Regions from separate parts of the Triticum aestivum genome. Here region 1 is linked to region 2. The links are chromatin contacts, called in public Hi-C maps. All regions are on one chromosome and are shown on one strand. The core of a region is the stretch at or near the end of the contact, and the rest is flanking DNA. Distances in the headings are between cores, read along the strand shown.

Region 1 (5,071 bases), core at 61-2,560, 160 kb after region 2:
TCAAACAAACGTGGCCGAACCGTTTGGCGTCGTGCGTTGGAGTTGGCCTTACAAATTCCGCGTTTGGTGACCCGAGATGGGAGAATGGCTAAACACAGCCAATCTAGATACCATACGACCACACCATGCATATGCAATTATGGACGCGTCTCCGACCATATATCATGCCCTGTCATGAAGTATTGATCCGGTATAAGACCGTGGATTGCTTTGCACACGATATTCGTACATATGATATGGTGTGTCAACACTAGATAGCATGCTTCATTCGTTTTCTTTTCCCAGTGGAGTTGGTTGATTGGACGAAAGCACATGTAACAGCAATCGTATGTGTTTCCGATGTGAAAATGTCGTATCTATAGCAGAACTGTTTCTAGCACTCGTGACCATGTTCTTGAATCGCCATTGCCGACCCTCCGAATCGTTTCAGATAGCGACACCTCAGCTAATGCCCGCAAGCTTCCTCCCCGGAGAACATGGTCGGCCGGGCCAGGCCAAACAATAATGCACGAGTGCTACAGCTATTCATGCATCGTCGTTAGATTAGATCGATGCGGCTTAAATTGATTGATGCGCCTTTGGAAACCTTTGCTAAGACGAATTTGATTGCCAACTAACGAACGATCCAGGCCAGTTTGATTGGCTGCCAGTGCCAGTGATCCGTATGACATGGATGGATGGGTCGACGCATCCAGACACGGACATGTCACTGCTGGTGCGATGGCTCTGCTCCAACCACGCCACTAATGGCCAGATTGGACCATCGATCTAATCTGTTGGTTCATCAGTAACACACACTTGACTTGATCCCTCACACATGTATTCCCCTGTAGCCCGACGCCGTTGCGTCAGTCTAGGTCTAGGGGCATCCAAGCCCCAGTTGCTAGCCCCGGTCACTCTCGCGAGCAGTGGCGCAGATTTGTCGCGCCAGCTTTTTTTTGCCAAAGACGGGAGGGAAAATTCAAAGCCAAAAGGAACGGCCGCATCCATCGATCCATAGCAATCAGCAGACTGGTCTACGCCACTGGCGCCATTAGTGTGGCATTTCAGGGTTGTCTCTCTCGGACCCGTGTTCCGTTGCCGTCCGAGGTCGACCTCGCCGTGGTGGTACACGCCGTTTGCGTGGCGGTGGCGCCATCGGCCGCGGTGGACGTAGCGTCGGAGAGGTACGGGGAACGGAGAAGCTGCTGCGACGCCGCTGTCGTCGTGGCTCGCCGAGCAGCACATGTTTTCTTTTGGGCATGAGAGCTACTGGTCTTGCTTGGCTCGCAGGGCGTCGTCTGGACTTGGAGGAACCGCGTGTGCAAACGGCGACGTCGCAAGAGTCCACGCAGGTGGTGGGGAGAGCAAAAGGTACGCGCCGGGGGTAATGGCGGATCGCTGTCGACTCACTCTCGTCCCACTCTCCGGGGAAAATGACGGATCACGGTCCCGATCGAGAAGGCAAATTACGTCCAGATCGCAGTCGCAGCAGGTGATGGATGGAAAGGCAACCGGCCGGCATATTCGAGGTTTTCAGGGTTTAGACGTGCACCTTGTTTGCCTGTGTGCTTAGAGCATCTCCAACAGGCGCCGGACGCGCCGCGCGCAAAAAACAGATTTGCCACGCATGCATCGCCTGATTTGGCACGGCGCGCAGCGCTAGCTCCAGCAGCCGCGCTAAAATGCAGCGCGCGCGCGCCGCTCCAGCAGCGCGCTAAAATACAGCGCGCGTGACAACATTTTCGAAAGCATAAAAATAAAGATGAATTGCATAGGTAAAAAATAAAGATAAATTGCATAGATAAAAAAACGATATAAAGGTATTTTACATCGGTGCAACTAGATAGATAGTTCAAAAACATAGATAGATAGAACTACGGTGTAACTAGATAGAAACTACTACGGCGTACTAGATAGAAACTACTCCAAATCGCTACCACCATCATCACCATCATCAACCTCGTCGGTGTTGTCCGAGGTATCGAGCCAAATGTTGTCCCAACGTTCATCGTCTGACGTGAAGATCGACCTCCCACCTGCTGAAACGATGTCGCACTGCGCATTCGCCAATGCCTTCCGCCGACGCCGGTCCGCCCGCTCCGCGAGGCGCCTTGCCGTCCTCTCCGCCCAGTAGGCACGCTCGTCGGCGACGTCCTCCGGGTGGCGACGGCGCCACTCCGCCATGGCTCGCTCGTCCTCCTCGGCGATGAGGAGGCGGCGGCAGCGCCGAGCGTGGTCGGCACGGTCCATGTCGGTGATGAGACGCGGCGGAGGGGCGACGCGCTGCGCCTGCTCGCGCGTGAAGACGTCCCGGAAGTTCATCTGCGTCCGGGGCCTATCCAACCGCCATGCCGCCGCGTCGTACGCGCGGGCCGCCTCGTACGCGCTCCGGAACGACCCGAGGCCGAGCCGGACGTCGCCGGACCGGATCTCGGCGGAGTACCAGCCGTTGGGGCGCTCGCGGACGCCGCGGTAGCCCGACGAACCCCGGCGGCGCGGCGGCATGGTGGCGCGGAAAGCGGCGAAGCGGCGAGGTTGCGAGCGGAGGGCGCGTGGCTGTGTCTGTGCGCGTGGCGAGCGCGGCATTTTATAGGCGTGCGCGAAGCGGCGCGCCAAATCTACCGCGCCGCGTGCCGCTTTCTCCCGCGCGCGCGCAAACGCTTCCCGCGCGCGATAACTTCCGCCACCGCTGGAGCGCGCGGAACCAGCCGGCGCGCGCTAAACCCAAATTTTACCGCGCGGGCGCGTCTTTTGCAGCACCTGTTGGAGATGCTCTTATTTCTGGCAAAGCATGTGCTGTTTACACTCTTTACACTGACAGGTCGAACTCGAACGTACGGGTGAAAGAAAGCTTCAGTTGACAGTAACTTTTAGGTTTGATTTTGAGATCTAGGAGTGTGTGCAACTGCGACAGCAGTACACACAGACGCAAACCTGTGCGCGCGGCTCTTTCTGACCCGAACAGCCAAACAAAACATGCCACTAGGGCACCTAGCTGGAAGGAATTCTGAGGATGTGGTTGGTGATGCTGGTCAGTAATCACACACATGCCAACTAGTATTATTTAGTTTAGCGCTTGGACCATAAGTGGTTGCCCTACTCCTTGCAGTAATCAGCAAAGTACCCCGATCGAGCTAGCTAGAAGCATCAACAAGGTCCCGCAGTTTCGTGGGCGCGGCTGTACGCACAGCGAAGCAGCTGCATGCATGCATGCAATGCAGGACCTCACCGACCGATCTAGCATCAACAAGGTCCCGCAGTTTGCATGCATGACAACTGATTAGTGTATCGTGCAATCAATGTGATCCCAAATTAATTGGGCGCGTGTCGTTTGTTGGCCTTTGTCCCGGTGCTCGCGCGCGTTGCTGTTCTTTTAGGTTTAGAGATTTTGATGAGGTACTGAGACGAAAAATTTCATGGTTTTGAAGTGAGAGAGGTGAGACCGAGCTGTGAAGCACAAGTGACTTTTTTTTTGAGAAACAAGCCGGAGAAGTACGGTGTTAGATAATGGCCCATGCAGGCCCAATAAGCTGCTACAACCGAACCCCTGGCATGGTGAGGGGGGGGGGGGGGATCGGTGGTTTTTTCCCTCTAGCTAGGGTTATCTCTCCTCTCGTCGCCGGCGGCGACGTTGAGAAAAATCTTCAATTCCCGGGGCTTACCTCCGCCTCTGACCCTCCCTCTCGGGCTTTCAGGAACAGCCTGTGATGTTCTCGGCCTTGGACGGAGTAGGGGACGAGAGGAGTCTGCGGAGTTTCCAGATCGTGATCGCATCAAGATCGACTCGAGCTGTGACCATGGCAAACAAGGGGGGTTCTTCGGCGTTGGGAGACAAGGCCAAGGGAAAGATTGATGATCTCATGAAGGAGTTGGCGTTGGGAGAAGATGATCTGGACGATGTGATATTTGAAGAAGATGATGCGCCACCAGCAGATGATCTCCGATGGATGATCTTGGTCAGGGTGCACATGGATAAGGGCTTCAACACGTACTGGTTCTTCCGCAATATGAGGTCGGCTTGGGATCTGGCAAGGACAGTAAAGATCAAAACCCTAGAGGACAATTTCTTTATCATGCAGTTTAACTGCCTAGGGGATTGGGAGACGGTAACCCAAGGAGGCCCCTGGCACTTCAGAGGCAATCCGGTGATAATAACACCGTATGATGGTTACACCAAGCCGACTACTATTGAACTATTCAAGTTTGATATATGGGCTCAGATTATCGACCTTCCCATTGCTTATCATGGTAAAGTCAAGGCTCTGGCTTCGAAGCTCGGTGAGTTTGTTGATTCTGAACCCTCATCCTTTGATTTTGAGGGGAACTTTTATCGTGTGAGAGTGCGCCTGGATGTGCGTAATCCTCTGAAGAAAGCAACTTCCATAGTCCATGCAGGAGAGCGCGAGATCTTTGCGGTTAAGTACGAGCGACTGCCGCACTGGTGCCAGGTGTGTGGGATGATGGGTCGTGAGTTCAAAGAACATGGTGATGGAGTCCACCCTCCTTGAGCACTAATATACAAAAACCTCCGGGCACCAGCCTCAACTGCTTGGGCTACGAGGCGCCGTAACAACCATAATAATAATCAGAAGAGGCAGCAGAACCAGAACAAGGATGAATACCGAGCTGATGATATGGCTAGCATGAGGGAAGGGGATGCTCATATGGAAGTGGTCGATCCCAGCAGGAAACGTGGCTCTGTGGAGGTGGTCACCCCGTCAGCATCGACGGGCATGGAGCTTGTGCTTGTTGAGAAGACCAAAGGGGGGGGGTGCTGTTACTAGCCCGCCGCCCAAGCAGGATCTGAAGAGGCCCAAGACAAGCTTATTACCAGACAAAGCAGCTCAAGAGAAAAACAGCTCAGGGAGTGTGAAGAAAGCAGCCGGTGGTGTAAAAGGTTTGATGGGCGTTTGGCGGCCTCCTCGGCAGAGGACCGCCGGGCCCAATGAATCTTCTTTGCTGGAACTGTCGCGGGTTAGGCAACGCCCCGACAGTTCAAGAGCTGCGAGAACTCGCGTTAAAGTTTGCCCCTAAAGTACTATGCATTGTAGAGACTCAAATAAGTAGAGCTCGAGCTGAAAAGTTAGCT
Region 2 (4,931 bases), core at 2,331-4,830:
AGCTTTATCGAAAGTGCTATTGTGAGCTCGAGCTCACAGGCACCCTTTGCTACAGTACAAACAAAAAAATATTTAAAAAGTTCAAAAAATTCTGAATTTTTTTGGCAACAAACATTGACATATTTTTCACGTGCGTACAAATTTTCATGACAAAATGACATTCATGCAGGTCTCAGCAAAAAAAACAAAATCGATGCTCCAAAATGCTTCCAAAAACAGTTTTTTTGGAGCATGATTTTGTTTTTTTTTGCTGACACCTCCACAAATGTCATTTCATCACGAAAATTAGCACGCATGTAGAAAAAACATCAAAGTTTCTTGACAAAAAAATTCAGATTTTTTTGAATTTTTTTACTATTTTTTCAGATTTTACTGTTCATCCGGGATCACTGGTGCCCGGGATCAATTCCTCCGCGTCCAAGCTTTATCTCTTATACAGATCATGTGGTATACGGGTGAGCAGCCTAAATCTCGAAAACACACAAATCAATAATCCTACATGCATATGGACAATTTACAGATGTTTTAGATACTCCTTCCAGCTAATCCCCCCCTCCCAGCTTGAATTTCACCGGGGAGGGCCCTTCCCTCCCGGATTTTTCAATCGTATTCCTACACGTCAATCAGTCCGTTAAACCAGTAGGGAATCCCGTTTAAGTCTACCATTAGGGAGCGACTACAAGTCAGTCGATGTTTGATATGCCGTTGGTTTCTTATCTAAAGATCAAAACATTTAGATCAGAACCAACTCTACGCATAATTGAATCGACTCATCCTAATTATGAGTTACACCATCAGCCCAGCCCAGAAAACTCTCCCTCATCCCGCACCTCTCCACCTATCTCAAAAACACACAAACCAATAATCATACGTCCACAAACAATGTATAGATGTTTCGCATACTCCCCCCCCCCCACCCCACCCCCGGCACCCCTCCCACCTTGAATTTCGCCGGGGTGGGCCCTCAGCCTATTTTAATCCTAAACCATCACGTCAACAACTCGCTAAATACATAGCGAATCCTTCTTAAGTATACCGTTAGTCCGCACAAAAATCTTGGACCCCAATAGCGTGTTGACATGTCTTCCGGGAGGTCATCGGAGAGAACTATCGCCCCCCAGCCATGTAATCCCTTCGTTCGGAAATACTTGTCCTAGAAATGGTTGTATCTAGACTTGTTTTAAGTCTAGATACAACCATTTTTAGGACAAGTATTTCCGAACGGAGGGAGTAAGAACGAATGAACACTTTCATTCGATCAAAAAAACCACTCACATCAAACGCTCCAGAATTGTCTTGCAAAAACCGATACCATGTTGTTACATAAGGATTTGTCATGTTCTAAAGTAAATTTTGCCATGCTGCAGGAGACATGTGTTTTCGGGGATTTGCCATGATTACAACATGAAGAATTGCTAGCCTGAAAAATGGTGAAATTTTCCATGCTGGCTGAAGAGAATTGCCATGCTTTATCCAACGAAAAGGTGGGAATTGCCATGCTCTAAAAACAGAATGTGTCGTCTCCAAATGTGCTCCATCTTGGGAGAACCAATTACTGTCGTCACTCGTACTTCATTGGGCAGGTGCGTTTGAGGCAAAAGCTTTAGGATTTGTTCATGGGATCCGACATGCATGAGGGCGTTCGCGAGGAATCCTTCAAAATCTGACATCAGAATTTTAGCATTTGGGAAAATATATTAGGAAACTTCATACATACAATGACATTTTGCCTGATTTTTTTGTGTGAAAGATATTTTGCCTGATAATGAACTCGAAAACGACTTTAATTGCATTCATATACATATATTTGATGGTGAAAAGCTGTCATCGTTAGTAACTACTGGAGCTAGTGCAGCCATGCTAGTATTAGGTTTTGCTCCCTTGCTCCTCCAGGATGCCGATTTTAACTGGCTGTATCCGTGCCAACTCAAAAAAGTGGGAATTGACATGCTTCGTGGAACGAAAAAGATGGGAATTACCATACTCTAAAAACAGAAAATTTCGCCTCCGAACGTGCTCGCTCAGAATGCCATCCTAGGAGAACCAATTACCGTCGTCATTCGTACTTCGCTCGGAGGGTGCGTTTGAGACAAACACTTTAGGATTCGTTCGTGGGATCTGACGTGCCTGAGAGCGTTCGCTCGGAATACTTCAAAATCCGACGTCAGATTTTTAACATTTGGGATTTTTTTTTAGGAAACTCCATTTTATACTATGAGTTTTTTGCCTGGTTTTTTAGTGTGAAAGATATTTTGCCTGATAATGAACTCGAAAAGGACATTAATCGGAGTCATACACATATATTTGATGGTGAAAAGCTGTCATGGTCAGTAACTCCTGGAGCGATTGCAGCCATGCTAGTAGCAGGTTTTGCTAGCTCCCTTGCTCCTCCTGGATGCCGATTTCAACTGGCCCTATCCGTGCCAACTCAAAAAAGTGAGATGCGAAATAAATATCTCTGTCGTTGTAGTTCATCTAGTAGCTGTTCCAATAGGAACGTGAAGTACATGGCTCACCAAGTAGCCAGAGAGTATATCTATAGTTTCTTCAACTTGTGACCAATCGATCGATGGGGCATTGATGTCCCGATCGATCGGAATCGGACAGACATCAATAATCTCATATGTTTTCAAGCTTGTAGGGCGCGTAAATTGAAGCCGTGAATGACGTACGTACCGTGCGTGCTTGTTCCAACCCCAACCGCGCGCTATGTTTTCCGAACCAGCGTGTTATCTTGAAGAACTAGGTCCGTTTGGACATAAGTACATGGCACCAAACATGAGCCAGTACATGCATGTGTCTCGCCTTGCTCGCGACAAGTACGTAATGGTGACACCGATGAGATCTCCTCCTTTGATTTCATTGCTGCTGGTACTTACGTACGTACGTGCAGACCTCATGTGTGTGTTTCGGTACACCTTGCCTGTAGTATTTTTCTCGCGTCCGTAGCACGGTAAAAATATCAGTGCATGCAACATGGTACTTATCTCAAGTAGATCTAATAGACAGAAACACGAGCCAGAGCATCGAATTTTTTGAGCATCAATACAGACACAAGCGCGCATACAGATGCTCAATTAGTAGTTTATTAAAGTAGTCTTAGAGTATTGCATACACATTTCGTATAGAAAGACCGGCCGGTCCGGTCCCACCGGTCAGGCACAGCATGCAGAACGAACAATTTAAGAAAATGCAGACGAGGGGAGTACGTACTACCCTACTGTGCAAACGGAGGGTGGTTGATGCGGTCGACACACAAAGGTGGAAACATTTATGTAGATCGACGTGCATCTGGGGCATGGGCACCATACCATGTACCGAGTTCCAGTACCGGTACCAGCTCGGGCGCCAGTAGGCTACAGTTGTGGCCACAGCGGCGTGACGGCGACCCGACGTACCGCCCCTCCCCCTGCAGGCCGGATGCGCGCCGCTATCGCGCACGGCGACGACGTCGATCGCGGCCCACCGCGGAGATCTTGCATGCGTCGCCAAATATTCTCGACCGGGACGTGTCGATCGCGCCGCGCAGACAAGGTCGACCTCCTCCGTTTTTTACACTCACTGGTCACTCACGCGTTTTGCTTCTCCCCGGCACGCCTTTTCACATGTGCATGGTATGGTAAAAAAGAGTTGCACGCACGCACGTACTGGCCGGACGGCGACAGGTCAACCGAACAGTGGAGTGGTCGTGGACGGGTGGAGAAATATGCACGTCAGCTAGGCTAGGCTGGAAAGAACTGCCTGAAAAGTACGTGTGCCGTGTGGGCAAGTTCACCTCAAACCTACTGTTGCTACTGCAGAGCTGCGATGGGGTTTGCAGTCGTCGCAGCAGCGGCGGGGCGGGGCGGGCCGGAGAGTGGTGGTGGCGGCGTCGATCGCCGGCGACGTAATGGTCACATGTAAGGGCATCTCCAGCCGTTGGCTCTTCAGAAGGGGCAAAAAATCATCCTTTGAGAGCGTACCGACGCTAAACCGCGCACTGGGGGCGTGATGCCCCCCAGTCGCGGCCCCATGGGTTTTTAAAATGTTTAAATTCGACACAAACACAACGCAAACATGTTCGGGTTCGTTCAAATTTAAACATATTTTACAAAAAAAGGAAAAATTATCGCGGGCTATCCCCGCCGTCTCCCTCGCCGCCCGCCCACGCGGTTCTACATGCCGAGGAGGCTGTAGAACCGCGTGTAGTCACCGCCGCCGCCGTCGTCGTCGTCGCCCCCGCCGACGCCTCCGCCGTCCCTGCTGCATTCCTCCCCCGGTTGGCGTGGCGGGTTGGACGGTCCGGGGGCGTCGTCGTCGCTGTCGAGGACCACGGCGCCGTGCTCGTCCTCGCGCCCACGCTTGCGGGCGGCGATCTCCTCCAGGGCCCGGCGCTGCCGGACCATCTCGTCACGAAGGTAGTCGTCCCGTGCCCACCGCAGGGCGTCCTCGTAGGAGAAGCCACGCCGGGCTATCTCCTCGTACTCCACGGGGAGGCCGGGCTCCGGCTTGGGCTTGGGCTCGACGAGGACGAAGCGGCCGGTGGGGGAGGCGTTGTCGCCGATGCGGACGCCGGAGCTGCGGGTGCGCGCGCTGACAGGCGTGCCCTGGGGCTCCGGCTTGACGGGGCGGAGGTAGGGGGGGCTGCCGGACGAGGAGGAGGACCCCCCGGTCTCCATGCGCCTCGGGGTCCAGGAGCTTCCCCGGCGGCGTGGGAAGGACGGGGGAGCGGGGTACTCGTGGCGCGGCGTGTTGCCGCCCTCGATGTACTCGAGGACGGCCTCCAACGTGCGCCCGGGCATGCCCCACCACCGACGCCGGCCGACGGCGTTGAGCCTGCCAGAGGGCTCGACGCCATTGGTGGCCTCGAGCTGCTCGGTGTGCGGCGGAAATAAGGCTCCCAGAGCGGGCTGTCGGGGACGTACCGTGGCCCCTCCCTCGCCGCACGCGGC

What was found. A called contact is a pair of places that touch in the nucleus more often than the background predicts.
Region 1: a contact with region 2 is called in a Hi-C map of leaf, with 2.2 times the contacts expected there. The contact joins two enhancer-like sites. A contact is called at or near these places in 2 of 5 Hi-C or Micro-C datasets (both in leaf) and 1 of 1 datasets of contacts at active chromatin or transcription factors (leaf).

What each region holds. Positions count from the first base shown.
Region 1 is chr6A:569,388,236-569,393,306 of IWGSC CS RefSeq v2.1, forward strand. No RefSeq gene overlaps it. Among protein-coding and RNA genes, the nearest start is that of LOC123128597, 66 kb to the right of the region's middle. Within about 2 kb of position 1,311, at least 2 of the 8 cell types and tissues checked have an H3K27ac peak or open chromatin away from gene starts, as enhancers often do. A contact at or near this core is called in leaf, where this site is marked.
Region 2 is chr6A:569,227,116-569,232,046 of IWGSC CS RefSeq v2.1, forward strand. No RefSeq gene overlaps it. Among protein-coding and RNA genes, the nearest start is that of LOC123128596, 5.8 kb to the left of the region's middle. Within about 2 kb of position 3,581, at least 5 of the 8 cell types and tissues checked have an H3K27ac peak or open chromatin away from gene starts, as enhancers often do. A contact at or near this core is called in leaf, where this site is marked.